Linked DNA regions of Astyanax mexicanus: region 1 is linked to region 2. The links are chromatin contacts, called in public Hi-C maps. All regions are on one chromosome and are shown on one strand. The core of a region is the stretch at or near the end of the contact, and the rest is flanking DNA. Distances in the headings are between cores, read along the strand shown.

Region 1 (6,472 bases), core at 1,923-4,422, 220 kb before region 2:
ACATTCAGTTTTGAGTCTGTATGATGGATTTTTGAGTGGACCTTAAAAAAATTAGAATACCATTGAAAATGTACTTTATTTCAGTCATTTATTTCAAAAAGTGAAACTCATATTATATAGATGTATTACACACAGAGTGATCGGTTGTGTTTATTTCTTATTTTTTATTGTTGGTGATTATGGCTTACAGCCAATGAAAAGTCAAAATCAGTGTCTCAAAAAATTTAAATATTATATTTTACTGTTGGCAGTGTGCCTAATCCTGCAGGAAAATGAAATCCGCATCTCTATAAAAGTTGTCAGCAGACGAAAGCATGAAGATTTTCCAGGAAAACACTGCACTGACTTTGGAATTTATATAACACAGTGGACCAACACCAGCAGATGACTTGGCTCTCCAAACCATCACTGATTGCAGAAACTTTGGTTGGACTGTGTGTCTCTCCACTCTTCCTCCAGACTCTGGTCTCTTGATATCCAAATGAAATACAAAATTTTCTGATGGTCAGTAATAGTTTGGAGAGGATGTCATCTGCTGGTGCTGATCCACTGTGAGAAGTGGACCAACATATATATATATATATATATATATATATATATATATATATATATATATATATATATATATATATATATATATAATGTATAAATATGTACATCTAAAAGCAAACAATATCTAGAAGAGTTCCCTGGGTCTGTGTTTGTCTGTATATAAATGAATTAGAAATTTTCCTCGATTTTTCACTTTTTACTTTAAATAAAGCATATCTTCTAAACCAGGGTTAAGATTTATTAGATTGAGGAAAGTGATTTATGTCTTGTATTTTTTCTTTGGCTTTTTTCTGGCATGTTTTTAAGTATTTCCTTATTTTTTATGTTCCAGTTTTCACAAGGCAAAGTGAAGCTGATAAAAGACAAACCAGCTGATTTTTTCTAGCCTAATAATCTTTTTAGGGGGCTGTGAGAACAAGTTTTGTAGACATACACAAAACACTTATTCTCAAACATAAAAACCTGATTATTTCTTAAGGCTGTAGGACACAGTCTCACCTGTTCGTCGACAGCACGTAAACAACAGAAAAGCGAGGTAAGTATTGAAGTATATAATTTTACCATTTTACTTTTCTTCTGTGAAAAATGGCTTGTCAGTCATGGCGTTTGTGTTCCTAGATAATAGCCTATCCTAAAGACTATAGTCTGCATACATTCACAATTAGGCCTCAGCTTTCTTTATCAGACAGGTGAAACCATTGACTGAATATAATAAAACAGGGTTTATATGTCGAGTTATGCTACCAACCGATACATACTTCCGTAAAACACTACGCATGCGTTAACCTGTGCTGCATTTTTTTAATATTATTTCTCGTGTTTTATAATAATTCAATTTTTTGTGCATTTAACAATTCTCTCTGGACTCCCTGTCATTAAACAAAAGTGTAATGACAGTGATTTAGGTTATCTAAAAACAGTAAAAAGACTTCTGCTAGGAACATGATATAATATTGTGCTTATTTTGTATTTTTACCTTTTAATATACGCTAGGGTAGCACGGTTTTGCCGGGTAGCACAACTCGACAGAACACCATCATTGTGTAAAATCTACGCTAAAACGTACAGAAGGTGCGATGCGGTGTTTTGTCCACTAGATGTCCTCACCTCCCCGCCTCAGAAATCACAGCACTGCAGCCTGAGCGCCCTCAGCTGCTGTAACCACCACTTTATGGGCCATTCACCTGAATGGGTGCCATCTGTCCCCATTAAATTAATTACATGTATAAATGTGCAAACAAAATAACTTTAAAATACATTTTATTATTAAGCATAGTGTCTTGTACATTGACTTAATTGTAAAAGTAACATAAGTAATTAAAAAGAAAATAATAAAAACTATTAGCATTTGTTACCTGTCCCCACTTTCTAATTATAAACTTTACCATGACATTTCATTTATTTTTTTTATCCTTTAGAGATGTCATATTTTTCATTGTAGTGTGACTCCAAATGCTTTAAATTAAAATGCTTTAATGCTTTTTTTTTCATAATAATTAAATGAAAATACTAATTTTAGTTGTGTCTCTGGGTTCACTCATTCCTGTTACCGTAACACATTACCCTGATCATCTGACACATCTGGAACATTTTACAGTCATATGTAATTATATGGAAAAAAACTCATTCCTGTTACTTTCATTCCTGTTACTCGAAACATAAAGAGTAACAGGAGTGAGTACCAGTAACAGGAGTGATATTTTTTGTCATAAATATAAATTATTTGAACACAGTCTTTCTTAAAAAGAAAATCAAAGGAATTAGTGAAATATGAAAAACATGCTTATTAAGTCACATGAGATGTGTAACCATCTTCGGCTTAGAACCCTTGCTGCCTGAGTTAGGCCAGTTCATGTTTTGACTGGTTAAATACATGTATTATTAGATTCATAATTTTAAAAAAAGCGTTGGAAGCGTTACAACAAGCAAATGGCACCCATTCGGTGAAATGGCCCACATATTATTATTTATACAACAGATAGCAGAATATTTACTTACTTACTGACTTTAATATTCACATTCATCGTTTTTTTTGGACATTATATTGTTGATTAGGTCTTTCTATCATTCTATCGATAATTTTTATTGAGTAAGTTGTGTATAAGCCACAGGGGCTGGAATCAAGAGCAAGTGTAAAGAGATATTTTCTCTAAACTAAAGAGGAAATTTAAGAAAAATAGAAAAAAAGTTACTCCTGTCTATAAATATAGTTTTCAAATTGCACTGAAAATAATACACCTCATAAACCAATCAGTCATAAAAAATACTCCAGTTAACTGTGTATTCTCCTATGTTGCATCCCATAAACAGTACAGGACTTGAAAGGAGCCCTGAGGGGATTTTTACCCACTTCTCACATGTGTCTAAATGCCCCTAAATGATTTTAAATCACTCTTGATTTCCTTTCTTTTCAGCAGCCCCTGTTCTGTTCTTTTCTCTATTTTAAAAGCATTATGTGGGTCAGCGGGTGTTTGCTGTAATCCTTTAATTGCTTATGGTACTGCTCCTTTATGTCTGCTTTGTTATGGTATGAGCTCACCTGTGGGCGTGGCCGTGTACCACACTGAACTCCTGAAAGATGCATAGGCCCCGCCCACCACATTGTGGCATGTCACAGACTATTAGGACTCCATATAAGGACAGGTGCGCTCTTGTAACATAACAGCAATAGAAACACAGATGGCACTCCCAGAGGGATATGTTTTGTTTTTCAAAGACAAAGAGGTGTGTGTGTGTGTGGTGTGAACTTGTTTTTAGCACTTTGTGACACCAACACGTGTGTTTGCACGTGTTTTTGTGCTTGTATATGTGAGAGAGAGAGAGAGAGAGAGAGAGAGAAAGAGAGAGAGAGAGTGTGTGTGTTTCTGAGTGTAAATGTTTTCTCCCCTCTCCAAATTTTCAGCTTTCCTTGAATGACTTCCAACTTAAAGCGATAGTCTGTATATTTTGGGGATTTGGGGATTTTAGAGACCTCTCTGGTGAGAGTGTGTAATTACACAGAACATTTTTTTAAATTCAGGTTAATGTAAATAAATTGTTGGGCAAAATTCCGTATATATGTTTCATATGGGGGTACATTGTGGTCTTAAAGCGTGTCAGTAAGCAGAGCTGTCCTCCCGCCAGAGCAAAGCAGCACAGTGAAGGATGTCGTCATGCTGACCAAGGTGAATAGCTTCAAGCTTCAAGGCCTGGGGCCTCTGAATGGTCTCTCAGAAAGCAGAGGAACATGAGAGAAACACACAAAGGGACAGAACTGGCTTGACGGGCAGGTTGACACCATGGGGCAGCGTAGGCAGAGATGTAGTGGTCAGAATAGATTTTCCTCCTATTCAGTGCCCACTGTTGAAAGTGGATTCTTTAAACAAAGTCTTGTATATGTGGAGGCCAAACTTCAGTTATTTTACTTCAGCCAGTCTGAGATAGGGCTGGGCGATATGTTAAAATATTACTTCTTGATATTTAAATACATTTGTTACAGTACACAATATTTAACACAGTGTGGAAAACATGCACCAGTATAGGCAGATTTATAAAACTGACATTTAAATACTTTTCTATGTACAGTTATTTATATTGAGAATTTGCCAAATAGATAAAAATATAGAAATCTGTGAAATATAGGTCAGTATTCACAGAAATCTACTAAATTTAACGATTTATAGATAACAGTATTTAAAATCAAAGCTCTAGTACTAAGACCTGAAATATCTTTCCAGAGAATTACTTTAAAAATGATTTTATGATAAAAAAAAAACACACAGACACACTCTTAACATATTTGTCACACTATAAGGTGGATAATAAGGTGCACTGTTAATAAACTATCAATAATCTTTTTTCTGATCTATTTTTATACACAAGGCACATTTGATTATAAGGTGCATTATGAGACACTAGTAAGGAACAAGGGTGTTGCCATGTTTTCCTTCTAATTCAGCAGGTCTTAAATGAGCGCTGGATGCTAATCTACACAGATTTCTGAAAACTCCTGAAAACTGTTTATTTGGGTGAGTGAAGCGCTTCCCTTTATTTACAGTAAGCTCAAATTTCTAAGGCTAACCGCGGTTATCGGCTAATGCTGCTCGATAGTGTTGCACTGAGGAACTCTGAGTGTTCTGGTAAGCCAGGGTGATATTAGCTAGCAGTTCAACCCATGTAGCTTGTTTTAACACGGTACATGTGCAGACTACAGTTCGATATACTCACCTCTGAATAGTAAAAGAGCTAGCGCTTATCATAGTTAGCGACTAATGCTAATACTGCTCCAGTCTTGAGTCTTGGTGCTGGAGAACCAAACTGAAATTCCTGTATAACGCTGCACTTTAGAGGAGTGGCTTTACTGCTTCTTACAACCTACACATTTCAGTAATGTGATTTGTTTTACATATAAAGCACTGAGGCCATGTCTTATGCTTTTTAGGAGAGCAACATGGCAACATGACTTTTCATCTCTTTCAGTGTTTCGTTCATTACAGTTCTCTTTCCATTCACAAGCCCAGGGCAAGGAAAGTGAGTCGTTTTCCTATATAAACATACAAACAGGAACAGTTTGATACGGTATTGATTTTATTATCCTCCTCCATCTGTCTGCCACTCAGATACAGCAGGTACACCTTCAGTGATGCTTTCTCCACCTCTCCGTACACAGGAGCGGCTCAGCGTCCCCAACAATCTCACTTCCCAAAGCCAAAACAAACAGCAGGCTGCGGCAGGGCGTGTGTTATGACAGTTTTTAAACGGTGGCCAGCTGTACCTCACGCTCTCATAGCGCGTTGCCGTTATGTAAACGGCTCTGGCTTATCTCTGAGACAGCTTTGCATAACGAGATGCGGAGGGTTCCCACGCTGCTTTGCATTTTTACAGGAGCGTTTGAGCAGCAGGCTCTCCTCGTATTTGCTGAAGATAAGAGGAGTAGGTTTTCCCGCCATTTTCCTTCAAGTGCCTTGTAGCACTGAGGGTGAAGCACAATTAGAAACTGTTGGATGGTAGTATCACGTGTCAATAAGGCAGTTACAGGCCTCGCGTGTTAATCTGATAAAGATGAGGGTGAAGATGGGGAAGAGTGGAAGGATTTGTACAAACAGGAATGGGAATCATGACTTGGCCGTGCTTGCCTGCTGCGATTCAGAGTGTATGGTCCTTGGTGTTATCTTTTACCGTTATTTTACAACCCTGTGCTTCATGGATCCATTCTTAAGCATTATTAGGATGGCATTAGTTTCACACGGGAAGGTGGAGTTTCTAATTGATTTTCTCAGTGAGTCTGGTGCCTTTTACCTTCTGAAAAACAAGCCATAAACTTGACCTCAGGTCAAATTAATACCATGTAAATTAACATGTATGCATTGTGTAGTAAAGGAGTTTTTTGGGGGGTTCTTCTAGGTATGGACGCACTCAAGGAGGCATTTAGATACCTTAGGACCATTCAAATCTGTAGCAAACTTTAGTCAAATCCAGACTTCAAGCCTATAGGCACTTAATGTCTAGCAAATTATTGTCTAGCGTAGCTTATAGGTTGCACACGCTATATTCTTGGTTATGTGTATAAATAAAACTTCTAAGTGGGCTTTAAGGTTGGGTTTCATCACGTTTTTAATACACACGTTTCATCACGTGTGTATTTTGAGTAGCCACTCCCATTTTAGTCAATTATGCTGAGATTTCTTGTCCTACAGTACCAGTCAATTTTGCACACATCTCTTCCCATTTATTTATTTTTTATTATTTTCTACATTGCAAATTAATACTGAAGTCATCCAGACTGTGGAGGATCACATAAAGAATCATGTAGTAACTTAAAAATGTTAAACAAACCAAAATACTCTGTGAAAGTTTTAAGCGGCTCTCATCTGGGGTTAAGATGTTAACTTAAAGTTTCTGAGGCTGGTAACTCTGATTAATTTATTCTGTGCAACAGAGG
Region 2 (6,073 bases), core at 3,005-5,504:
TAGAGAACATGACTGCAGTTAATGTGATGAGAGACCCTACAGTGACTCACGTTGCTGGAATAAGAGATGTCTAATTTCTTCCAGATGCTTTCGAACAATTTTACACCAGGTTTAAAAGGCCAGGTGTTGTTAGTCAAATGACTTACACAATTAAAAAAGCCCTTGACCATTATCTGTTTTATTACTGATGCTTGTTGGGTCACTAAGGGATTGACTGAAAATTACCCTGGTCTTTAAAAGTACTCCTTGGCCTAAAGACAGATTTGAAATTTACGTTACTAGCGCTGTGGCCCTGAGCATGTCTGTGTTTTCCTGAAGGTGTTTCCAATCTCTCTAGACATGAGGAAGTTTCCACAAACATTGAAATTATTTATGTTTTTTCCTGTTCCAAAGAAAAGGCAAGTTCATTTCCCCTGTGATTTAAGGGTTTAATGAATTACTCTGATTAGAAATGATTCACTAGAAATAAAGGTGTGTAAATAAGGCGATTGTGTAATATCTATGTAATATTATCTCAGCGAAACCTGATCTCCCGCAGCTTGTTTATGAGCCATGCAGGACTGTAGAAGATGGACAGTTGCTGTTGCTTGATAGAGTCTTCTCAGGAACTTTTTGTGTAAACAGAAGACAGCTCTTGGGTTGAAGGAAATGTTGTTTATTTCAGATACAAAGAACATCTGGAAATATCCATGAGGAAAATGGCAGAGAAGGCTTTTAGAATTTTAATACAGATATCGTACTGAATGCATTATTCCCAAAGAGTAAATATACTGTATATAAGTCAAAAATATAAAATCGAACAATATACAAACATTATGTTGACCTATCTGCAGAGCTTAATGCTGCATTCCAGCGTTTTAGTTAGTTAGTTAGCATAAAATATTAGTGAATAGTAGAAATTACAATTACAAATATTACAAAACAGAATTGTGCAAAAAGTGGCATTTCTTGCTGCTAGGCTCTCCTTGCATTCAGGAAGTGTAACTAACATTTTGAGCCATACCTAATAAACAATATGCTTTACATCTGCTTTTCTGGACAAGCTGAGAGGTCGTCTCAGTGAAAGTGAAAAGCCTGTTTCACCAAAGTTACACAGTGCGATTACAGGGATGCTGTTGACCAATTAAGCATCTTTAATTCCTATAAACTACGGTTTCTGACCAAATCTGTCTTTTTCTATAACACTTCGGAACAGTTCTAACAAAGAAAGCTACTAGGAAATCTAATAGACTGTTTTATAAAAATGTTTTTCGATTCAAATCCTGATCATGCAGCTTGCCATCAGCTGCAGGAGCCCTGCGGGAACACAATTGGCATTGTACTCTCCAGGTGGGTAGATGGTGCTCTCTCCCCTCATCACTCCAAAGTGTGAGGTCGATCAGCACAGGGCGTCTGTGAGCTGATGTATCAGAACCGAGTACTGTGCTTTCCTCCGAGTGCGCTGTGATGCTACTCGGCAATGCTGCATCAGCAGCAATTCGAAAATAAGTGTTGGCTGACTTCACATGTATCGGAGGAGGCATGTGCTAGTCTTTACCCTCCTTGTGTTGTGGCATTACTAGTGATAGGGATATACCGCTAAATTGGTAGAAAATGGGAACAATTTTGAAATTGGGAATAAACTAATTAAAAATAAAAATAAAATGTTTTTTGACAGATGTATTTCCAAGACAAAGACGAAAAAAATATGGACAAGATCCATTTTTGGCCAGCTACAAACATGTTAGCTACATTCCCTGCATCCACATACTCAAACCACATGTAAACAGGGTCATGAACTCACACACATGATGGCCCGCACTCTCTGATGAAAGGGCCAATGCTTAGACAGTTGCACCACACCAATTACTCCAGTGGCCAACAAACTGTTAAAAAAAAGAAATGATATTCTGAACAATCCCTTTCATATCCTGCAGTCGTCCTGTAAATGGTTCCCATCAAGCTGACATGCCTTTGTTGCCCCTGGCACACAAGTGCCTGCAAGAGGTCAACTTTTGCCCCGGTGGCAACATGCCTTCTGAATAAGGGTCATCTTTCCCTGTTGCATACATACTGAAGAACAGTGAAGAATGACAGTGAAGAATTTTAAGCTGCTCTACAGGAAAAACAAAGCGTTTCAATGTTTTAAATAGACGGGAGTGAGGAATAAGCTGCCTAATGTCCTGTAGAGTTGCAGTGGAGATTCTTGGCGTCTATTAGAACAGGAGCTCAAATACTCAAAACGTTTGAGAAGTGAGGAAGTGGAAAGTGGTCCAGGTTCTGAGCTAACAGAATAAATGATGTGATTATGAACCCAAATACGTTATGGTATCATTTTAACTTGTGTAGAGGAATACACATCTATCATAAATAAATAAAAAAAGTGCACAAAATAAAGTATGGATGTTTTTACACCTGAAAGTCCCAACCAGAGTTTGAACCAAGGTATTTGCTGTTGTTACATTCTTCACATTTAGTTTAGATTTCATGAATTGCACTAAATAACTTTGTTATGCCCTTTCATCATCATTTTCTTTGATAATGTCTACCTATACTTGACACTGATTGGCTTGAAGAATGTTGTCAGTTTTGCATGTTGCTATTCCAGGTGTTGTGCCAAATTCTGCTCTCCTCCCTGTTAGAATTTGACTTCCTGCAAGTGCACGGATAATTAATACAGAAGAAATGCAAATGATTTCTCTCAGATTTCTTTATATATAATTTCTGCTTATATATAAACGTTAGTCTACAGTTACAGTAGATACAGCAGCTGCAAGTATAAGCTTTTAAACAAATACTCCTGCACAACATGCTTGCACATGAAGAGGAGTAAGATTTTGTCACAACACTACACCAGTTCTCTTTCTTCTTCTATTGTTTAATGGTCGACAATAGCCTTCCACCTCCAATAACTTCCTAAAATTTAAAAGTCAGAACCATCTAATTTTTCTTTACACTGCTAATAAATCTAGACATGATTTTGTCGATCCAGGCCTGTGAGCACCTCTTTTGGTCTTTTGGCCAATCAGTTACTATTCTCCATCATGTTGTGATTTATTCATGCCACAGACAGGTAACATGTAACATCAGGCTGATTGACCAAATACTCATAGATAGTGAGATAAAACTGAGTTTATTAAGAGCAACCAAATCCAAACAAAGGCAAAACATATAAATGTAAACCACATATTCAAAAAATAAGTCCAGAAAAATGAAAATTTTGATTAATTAATCACAAAAAAAAAATTAAAACAAAAGAAAACAGCACTGCTTGACCTCCTACACCACGCTGATGTAGTTGTTAGCACAGTCACTTCCCAGCACTGGGGTCTTGGGTTCAAGTCCCTATCTGGGTGGTTTTCCTTCAGGGACTCCGGTTTCCTCCCATAGTCCAAAAAACATGGACATCTGGTAAAATTGGATAATCTAAATTTACCCTAAAAGTGTGAATGTGTGTGTGAATGTATGCCCAGATATTGATTGGCAGTCCTCCAGGTGGACGGTCATTCCGGTTGAGAGTATGCTGTGGGTGATTGGCTGCCGCTTCTCACTGGTGTGTGTTGAGTGTGTGTGAAATGTAATTGTAAGTGTCCTTGAGTGCCTTAAGTGGCAGAAAGGCGATATAGAAGTGTAATAAAAAGTAAGTAAGTACTCTATCTAACTAGCTGATATCAAAAATCAACGATTAATTCAGTTCAGAATTCAGTTAGCATTGGCGCTAATATGTTCCAAACCTACTACTAAGTTTGGCTGTTAGCTAGCATTGAGCTGCTAGCTGGATTCCAGTCTTCTGAGGTTAATAACTAAAGACTGGAGTGAACTATAGCTATAATCCCCATATCATATCAAACCACAGAACCTAGCCAACCTAACCAGGACAGTGCCATTGATCTGTTATCGTTCTGCAACAACTTTGCAATACAAGGCTTACAATTCATTGTATACTGCAGTATATTGAGACACTGTAATCTTAAACTCGAGTCCCAGTCTCTACTAATAGGTAGAGTTCAAACACAACGAGGTGGTGCTTCACATCAGTGACACTGTGTTCTGTTTATCATCACAGCATTCGGTCATCTGTATGATCTTCTCACATTATTATCTGTAGAATCATGTGCAGTGTTTCCTGAAATTGAGATGTTCCACTCTGCGGTGGTTAAACCTGTGAGCCAGAGTCTGAAGCTGTACCAGCAGGGCCTGGGACTGGGAGTAACGAGTTTGTTCAGGCCTGCGTGCTCTAGACACACTCCCCTGAGCCTGAACGTGAGTCACCAACCAACCCCTCACTCACTCATTCACTCACTCACTGACCCAGCACCCTGCTCCTGCTCCTCACTCTGTGTTTGCTCCTGAGGGCTGTGAGCTGTGGCTGTGCAGTGGTGAAGAAAACTTAACTCCATGTGTGCTGGTTTGGTTCTGTTTAAGGTTTTTAACATTTCCTGTCCAACATGTGGAGCACAAGTGCCACCTAGTGCTCACAGAAAGAGCTATGTTCAACAGCTATGTTCAACAGCAGACCAACCAAGCGCTAGGGTTTATACATTTTACCATTTTTAAAAAGGATAGCTTACCCCACTAGAGGCCCAGAGGGACAACAAAACATCTCTGGTGAACCAAAATTGAATATTCATTAGTTGTTGCATTTTTAGAATGTATATCACTAATCAAAGTACATCAAAGTAATATAATTTAGAATTAAAACTTCATTGTAAGACTTTTTCAAATGTTATATTTTTATCTACAATTACATAGGCTTAGTTACATTACAGGTACATGCCCATTACATATGTTATTCCTACAGAACTGTCAGGTCTTAGCCCTGTCTCATGTCTCTGTGTGTGTCCCACGTGACCTGTGCCCCTGTGTTCTGTCTCAGTACTTTTCCATGTGTTTCTCATTTTTAGCTCCGCCCCTGCCGCAGGTGTTTCCAATTCTAGTGTGTTTCCTGTTTGTTAAATAGCCCTCCTCTGCCACTTAGTCTCCGTCGGTCTTTGCCCCTTCACCTGTCGTTTGTCTCTCTCAGTGTTTAATAGCTTTTCTCAGTGTTTCCTTGTTCTCTCATAGCCTTAGTTCCTTGTTTCTTGTTTATTTCTTGTTTTCTCGTTTATAGTTATTTTCCTTGTTTATTTCTAGTTTCTTCCCTTATATATATTCCCTGTTTATTTATTATCTTTATCTCTTGTTGGCTTAGCTTATGTTCTTTTGTTTCACTGGTTTGTTTTGGTTATTCGTTTATCTTTTTACATGTTTACTTGTTCCTCGTTTCCTTGTTTCTTTGTTATTTATTTAATAAATTATTTATTTATTTCGCCCTTACCTGCACTTGTGTCCGCTTTCCTCGTCACCCTGCCTGGGTTTTCCTGACAAGAACCTTGCATATTAATACACTAACATGGCAAATATAAACGAATCATGAAGTGATGCCCCAAAGGACGGCTTTGGAATGTTTTAAGAGTAAGGTAAGGTGCTCTCTTGTGAGGTTAGAGTTTGAGCGAGTTTGTGGCAGGTCACTGTATAATGGACACTATTATTATTATTATTATATATTTCATTATATCTTATGTTAGAATGAATCTTACAAATGCAATTATTTACGCAATTATTTAGATGAGAATTCATAATTTAGAGAATGCATTTTTGAGCTAAACTTTTTAAATTATTGAAAAGCAAAATAAAGAGATTATAAAAAATTATAATTAAAGTGCAAATAGAAAAGTCTAAAATCTCTGATAGACATTTTGTAATAGATCCAATTAAGCAATTGGTTGATTGAATCCTGAATGGTAATTGTGTTGACATATGCGCTCTGATTGGTTAGTGGGACCCTGTCCTCTGATTGATCTTACTCCCAGCCTGAATCCTGCACTTGGGTTTGGTTGTTCAGTGAATTCAGTTTGTTCATTCGACTCGTTTAACACGGTTGGCTGTTAGATTTCTGCCCTCTCCTTATGCTCTAATTGGCAAGTATTATCTTGTCAACTGGCTGCTTAAACCCTGATTTGTGCAAAGTGATTAGTCAGTAATTTGGTTGGCTGCAAAGGAACATCATTACACAATTATTCTAGAATTTGTTCTACTGTCTAAATCGTTACCC

Evidence for each region. Hi-C and Micro-C count contacts between places; a contact is called where the count stands out from the background.
Region 1: a Hi-C map of muscle shows a contact between it and region 2, with 19 times the contacts expected there. The contact joins two enhancer-like sites. A contact is called at or near these places in 2 of 3 Hi-C or Micro-C datasets (both in muscle).

The regions. Positions count from the first base shown.
Region 1 is chr14:24,262,566-24,269,037 of AstMex3_surface, reverse strand. No RefSeq gene overlaps it. Among protein-coding and RNA genes, the nearest start is that of LOC111193212, 23 kb to the left of the region's middle. Within about 2 kb of position 3,172, the one cell type or tissue checked has an H3K27ac peak away from gene starts, as active enhancers do.
Region 2 is chr14:24,044,637-24,050,709 of AstMex3_surface, reverse strand. No RefSeq gene overlaps it. Among protein-coding and RNA genes, the nearest start is that of LOC125781096, 22 kb to the right of the region's middle. Within about 2 kb of position 4,254, the one cell type or tissue checked has an H3K27ac peak away from gene starts, as active enhancers do.